Linked DNA regions of Hordeum vulgare: region 1 is linked to region 2. A link is a contact called in public Hi-C data. All regions are on one chromosome and are shown on one strand. Each heading gives the region's core, a stretch centred on a gene start, on an enhancer-like site or on the middle of the called end of the contact. The rest is flanking DNA. Distances are from core to core; before and after follow the strand shown.

Evidence for each region. A called contact is a pair of places that touch in the nucleus more often than the background predicts.
Region 1: a contact with region 2 is called in a Hi-C map of seedling, with 3 times the contacts expected there. The contact joins the promoter of LOC123407284 here to the promoter of LOC123407096 in region 2. A contact is called at or near these places in 2 of 6 Hi-C or Micro-C datasets (leaf and seedling) and 1 of 1 datasets of contacts at active chromatin or transcription factors (embryo).

The regions. Positions count from the first base shown.
Region 1 is chr7H:483,482,531-483,485,771 of MorexV3_pseudomolecules_assembly, reverse strand. It overlaps LOC123407284, which reads right to left and starts at 1,310. Exons shown (of 3, transcript XM_045100389.1): 1 at 1,064-1,310. The coding sequence starts at 1,171.
Region 2 is chr7H:482,756,599-482,760,037 of MorexV3_pseudomolecules_assembly, reverse strand. It overlaps LOC123407096 (pre-rRNA-processing protein TSR1 homolog), which reads left to right and starts at 1,682. Exons shown (of 21, transcript XM_045100140.1): 1 at 1,682-1,876; 2 at 1,997-2,082; 3 at 2,793-2,870; 4 at 2,974-3,105; 5 at 3,341-3,391. The coding sequence starts at 1,795.

The DNA of each region.
Region 1 (3,241 bases), core at 61-2,560, 730 kb before region 2:
TCACGAAGCCTCGGCCAAAATATACACACATCATTTCAATACAGAGGAATCTAGGTTTGAACCAATGATTAACAGATTGACTAGTACCTTCTAGATTAACATTAAGGATGAGATGGGTAGAGTTCTACCTACATGGACAGCGGGCCGTTTGATTTGCAGGTTTGCATCCAACAAGATTTTTCCCAACTGATTCATTTGCACTACATTCATAAGAATTTTCAGTTAACTCGACCCTTTTGGGCAGGTTCCTTTTTTTAGAACAAAGAACATTTACAATGATCAAACACGCGGATTACATTCAGCTTGTAAAAGCTCTCTGAATTCACTAGGTTCCTTTTTTTTCGAGGCCGCAAACGAACAATTTTTGGTGCAAATTCAAATGGGCATGATATTGCACCTAAATCCTCCCTATTATTGCGTTATCATTGGAATCCAGCGAATCAAAGAGGCCAAATATATAGAAACCATACTTGTTTGGAGATGGGACGATTTGGGTTCAAATCTTTACAGTCTGAACGAAATACTAGTAGTACAACAAAATCCTAAAGCAATCAAATCCACATCACTCAAACAGCAAGTATAGCTTATAATTTTCCGTGTTTCTCCCCGGATCGGTGAACGGTTGAACCTGAACGCTCGTGCATCAGCTGAGCACAAGAGCAGATACTAACTCGTGAGAGATGAGAAACTTGATATTTTTTCTTTCAAAATAAATAAATACAACCTCTGTACCTAAATAATTGTAGTTGGGGAGAACTATATTTAGGTACAAGGGAGTAGTACTGTACTAGCAGATTTTAACAAATCTGGGCTGGGCTCACCCCATCTATCAACAAACCCAGATAGGTACGTGCTCAAACAAAACCTAATCTAGCTTTTTCTCCGCCAACCGAGTAACCGAGCGACGGCAGGAATGTCCTACCCAAGAACCCTTGGCGGTTCTTCAGACAAAATCGCCGATAATCTACGGCCGGCCTCTCGGGATCCCTCCGATCCAGAGGCGCGCGGCGGCTGGGGGGCACTTGCAGGAAGCAGGGGCGGGCAGAGAGAAGGGCGCGCGTACCGTGCTGCGGCGGCGCTCGGCGGCGATGGCGAAGCCGAAGGCGGTGAGGCAGAGGGCGATCACCAGAATGTGCACCAGCAGAGAGCTCCAGCTCCTCGTCCCCCCCATCTCTCGCTCGCTCTAGCGTCTCTCCGCTATAGGTCTGGAACTCTGGATGCTGTCCTGTGAGAGCGAGAGTGGGAACGAGGGGGCCGCCGCCGCCTGGGGATGGGGAAAGAAGGCGAAGTGTGAGCGAGTGAGTGAGGAGCGAGCGGGGAGTGGAGGACTGACCGACTGATGAAAGCGGCTGTCCGGCGGGCCCACGTCTGCAAAGGAAAGGGGAGAAGGAAACTGCGTGGAATCCGCCGAGTGGAGTGGGAATCGAACAGAAAAAAAGCGGTTTGATTTTTTCTTTTAAAGAACATCGGCACTTTATTGATTAATTAGACAATATTACAAAGAGTCTTTCGGATACAATCCGAAGCAGAATGAAACACTTAGACTAACAGAGTTCATACATGACTTAGCTAACAAATGTGCCGCTACATTTAAATGTCCGACGAACGTGTTTGAACATCACTGAAACGAAGACGCTTGTCGCATACTTGATATCAACCACAACCAAACCAATAAAAGATCGATCATGGACAGAAGAATTCAACCGTTGCACCAGTGGCAAGCAATCCGAGGCCAACAAAACATCGGAGAAATGCTCATCACGCGCCAAATAAACTGCTCTTCGCATAACAATTGCTTCTACCATCTCAAGACTCAAGAATACCAAAAATTGGTTCACTACATGTAGCCACACAATGTCCCTCATGGTTCCTGGCAACGACCCCGACACCTGATCTATTTAAATCCAAAAAAACTGCAGCATCTGAGTTGAAGAAAATAGTACCTGGCGGCGGCGGCGACCACTCCGAGTTGGAGGTATTGGTCTCACACCTGTGCCCAACGGTAGGACTATATAAGTGCTGCAAAATCATAGAAATATAAGCTTTTATCTTCTCAGCTGTGCAACGGGGACGGGGAGCATCTGGATTATTTCTAGCATAGTTGGGAGCCTCACTGTAAGAACTGTAGCCTCATAGTCAAAAGGACGATATCGCCCTTCGCCAAATCTTCTATATCTTTTTCTTTACCTTAATAATAAAAGCCCTTGTATTTTTTAATAATTAACACATGTTACATTTTTAAGTGGTACTCATCTTACCATTTAGTTTGTCGAAACACTTGTACATTCAGTTTACAGTTCAGTTTACACGTGAAGAACGAGTGGGGCGGTGGTGGTTGTAGGGACTGTGATCCGGTGACTTGCTGTGGACAAGTCATCGGTGAACAGTACGGTGCCTGGCACCCTTTCTATACAGTCCGATCAAAGACGAATGGATGGATCTTCGTAAACAGTATTCAAACTATAGTACATTTTCTACAGGAAATCGCACATATAGCACGCACTACAGTGACTCACGTACAGTGTTTGATCTCGTCTGTTCATCCTTCATCCAACGGCTAGCTTCCTCCACTTACGGTGTGACTGGCCACATGCCGGTCACTGGATCTCGGTCTGCACTCTATTCTTCTCTCACTCAATTGTACGAGTAGCTCATCTCCGTAAACATGCACCATCATCACATTTGGCCATTGCCGGCCACCCTGTGCAATCCTGGCCATAATGTTCTATATTATTTATGGTTATTTGCTAAATCTGTGATATGATATGCAATGCATTCTGTAGAAACCAAAATGATGTTCATAGAGATCCTTCTTTACCGTGTTTCTTTCATTCGTTTCTGATTTGAGCAAATTGCTCAGAATTAAGTGAATATCATTTATTGTCGTGCCATCCCTGTCATTTTATGGTTTAGCATCAGTCGCACACACTGGTTACCGTGTGTAGCTTGAATCAAGTAGCATGTTACTAAGCATATGAACCAAATATAGGTGGTCAACATCCCGGGGAGTACTCAGTTTATGCAAACTTTTAGAGATTCGTACAGTTCAGTCAAGTAATAATAAATTGCTATAAATTTTCGGTTTGTGATAGTGACCTCCTACGCATCGTCTATATGTTAGCCGTGTGCTGGTGTGATTGGTACTTCGTTGGAGCACAAAAAGTACGATTTCGGGAACTTTTTAGGTATTGAGGGTCGAATTGGTAGCCTCTCGGAGATGCTAAATAAATTTCTAAATGCT
Region 2 (3,439 bases), core at 433-2,932:
GAGCGAATTGGTACGCTACAAACTCACTTAGCGGTGGCATCTCGTTGTAATATGTCTTAACTCTTGCTTCTTCAATTTTTAGAGTTGGGAAAGGCCAACTTCTCAACTCCTCTGTTTTTACACCATGTGGTCGAGTCGCTTCTCAATATTAGAATCCACGGAGTCAGAGCTGTTCGGCTCAACTCCAATCTTGGAGAAGGTGGTTGCGGGAGCGTTGTCGAACATGTACTAAATCATCACGTTTTAGACAAGTTGCGAGACTTGGGGTGCTTTTACGTTTTAGGCTTTAAACTACTTATAGTGAGAGTAACTTTAACAGTAACATAAGGTCCAACTCAGCAAATTTGCTTATGCAGCAATGATTTAATGATGAGATGAGTAACATCATACATATCAAGACAAGATGAATCGATAAGTTAATAAATAAAGTGTTGCATGACGCAACACATATGTTACTCTCCAATATAACGGTAGTAACATACATTTTTTTCCGAGAAGAAGATAGTAACATAGATTAATAACATTCATGTTACTCCCCACTATGAGTAGTCTTAGAGCATCTCTTGCACAACCCTTAAAAGTGATCAAACCCATAAAAATAATGTATTTAGTTTCGCAGTGTCAAAAAACACCTTGAATAGATCCCATAAAAGTGGTCAAACTTGTAAACTTCTTTCACGCCCATGAGAATCCACCCCACGACCCTTTATTTACAGTCTTTGAGGCAAAACTGAGGGTGTCCTGAAAACCGATCAACTCTACGCGACAAGGGAATTCCACCATACGCACACGGGCTCCGTTGACCTTCCGCCACGAAACTCGCCCGGAACTCGAGCAACTACGGAGGAGCTAGCTACGATGATAGAGGAGTTAGCTAGCTAGATCCTGGATCGACTCGAGCTAGCTACTGCAACAGAGGAGCTAGCTAGCTCATCTACGATGACGAGCGCTTCGTGAGAGCCGTCGTGGATGCTAGTGGCTCCGTATTTGGCCGCTTCGTGTGATGTCCGTCGACTTCGTAGGAGCGATCTAGGTGATCATGAACACGGACGAGAAAAAGAAAAAAAGTAGAGAAAAAATTATAAATGAATATTTGATTTTACAGTTTAAATTTGAGGGATTTGTTCGGCTGCAACTCAAGACAGACGTTTAAAACACGTTTATCGTAATCTGAAAACCGCGGTTTAGAGCCTGTTTGGGACTGCTCTGCTTCAGAAAATTCAGCTCCGCTCTAGAAAACTTAAGCCAAACGGGGTAGCTCCACGATATACCGCTCTAAAAAAAACTAGAATCTCGGGTCCAACTCCTTGTTTTTTGTGAAGCTCCCTAGGAGATGCTCCATAAAATTATAGAAGCTGGAGTTGGAAGAAAATTACCCACCACTGCCATCAGTAAGTGGATACCCATTCGTTTCTTATCTCTCATCCAATCAAATAGATCCTTTTCACCAAATTTTCCATCCGTAAAGCTGGAGCTAAATGAGAGCCAAACATTCTTTTAAAATGGTTGCAACTTCTATATGAAACTGCTTTAAAGTGAATTTGATGGAGCGGAACTGATTTTGATGGAGTGTAGTAGTCCCAAAGAGAGGCCCTTACTGTCTAGACTCCTGCTTCTCCCTCTCTCGCGAGCTCCGTGTTCGCCCAAAAAAGTGGCCCACGACAGGCCCAATATCTTCTCTGGCAAAACAAAACCAGCAGGCAACGACGGAGAGCTCAACCTCTCGTGCGCGCCGCCACAGCAACCCAAGCCCTAAACCCCAACGCGCCCACCACCTGCCCCGCCGCCGGCGAGATGGGCGGCGCTCGCTCGCAGGTCAACAAGGCGCACAAGACGCGCTTCGCCTCGAAGGCCTCCCGCCACTCGCACAAGATCGGTACAGCACAGCTAGACTCCTGCTTCTCCCTCTCTCGCGAGCTCCCTACGTTTTGCACATCGCTTTTCCCGTCTTTAAAACGGCAAATCTCACTTCTGCCGGGTGCTGCTGTGTCCGCAGATAAGGTCAGGAGCGGGAAGCCGGTGGGCAGCCACCGCGCCGCAGTCAAGGGCGCCCGTGCGGCGCGTCTCCAGCACAGCAAAGCGGTGAGACGCTCTAGCTCAGCGAGCTGCCCCCTTTTGTGCTTTAGCTGCGATGGTCAAGCTTCGGCTATATGATAGACCTGACGAAATTTGAGGCCCTGCATGATTACATTTTTTCTTTTATTATTAGACTATTGTTCGTATCCTGTATATGCTGTTTGGTAGTACTTGCTAGCGATTATACTAGGCGCAAGTGAAGTACTAGAATTTGTTCGCTTTCATTGAGCTCCGTCCTGTTTCGACCATTTTGAAGCCAGATTTCTGTTGACTAACTATAAGCTTAATTTTGCAAAGGTGAAACTGTAACCTTCTGCATTTTGCCTATTAGATTGCTTCAATTTGTATAAATTGTTTTGGTTGAGCTCAAATGTTTCTTCTGCCAACAAGCAGTAGGGGCTCGTGCCGTGTAAAGAATATTTAATTGATAAAATTTGCTTTGGCTTAAAATTTAATCAACTTCTCTTCTTCCAACCTTTCTCTGTTCTTTCTAGATTAAGGGCAGCCTCACAAAATTCATTTCAACTGCACATTATCTTCGTTCACTGTGTATTATTTTTAAGCTACGTGTCTGTCATCCAAATGAATTCTATTATGTTGTTGGATATGTTTTCTGTTGGATTTTCATCGATTTGATGTTTAAAGAGTTTGATCATTACTATCATCATTTTCCATTCTTATCCTATTCCCTGAAATATTTTTAACTTGGGTCGCAGATTCGTGATCAGAAACGCGCAGCCTTGCTAAAGGAGAAGAGGTCATCTAATGGCTCCTCGAGTGCACCCCGTATTATTGTTAGTATTCTTGATATTTGCTCTCGTTGTCCTACACTATTGGCCTATTTTATTGTTTCTTGCTGTCACACAATAGATATAATCTAATCTCTGGTTATTGCAGGTTCTTTGTGGCCTTTCCTCATCTGCAAATGTTGGACCACTTGCAGAAGATCTTTTGACATTTGCAGCAGGAGGAGATGAGAAACTGACTTCCAACACCGTTGCCTCTCCTGCCTATAAACTTCGAACCACGGTTAGTTCAGTAGGAATAGAGTAATAAAGATGCCTGGTACATAATGCAAACATTTATTTTCAACCATTCCATTTTGTGCCTATTCTTGCATCATTTTGCTGTATGTCTGGCCATGACTGGGCTGCACATAATTCTCATTACATATGTACTTGCGTTAATTTTACTGTTTAGTATTTTCTGTTTATCAAATTTAGTTAGTCAATTTCATTATTTTATATTCATGATATTTGTTAAGGTACTGCAAGCACCATATGGCGATCTCACCTCATGCATGGAACTGGCAAAGGTATGCTCTTCGGCCAAACTCAGTATGGCACAATCATGTTTCTTTGGA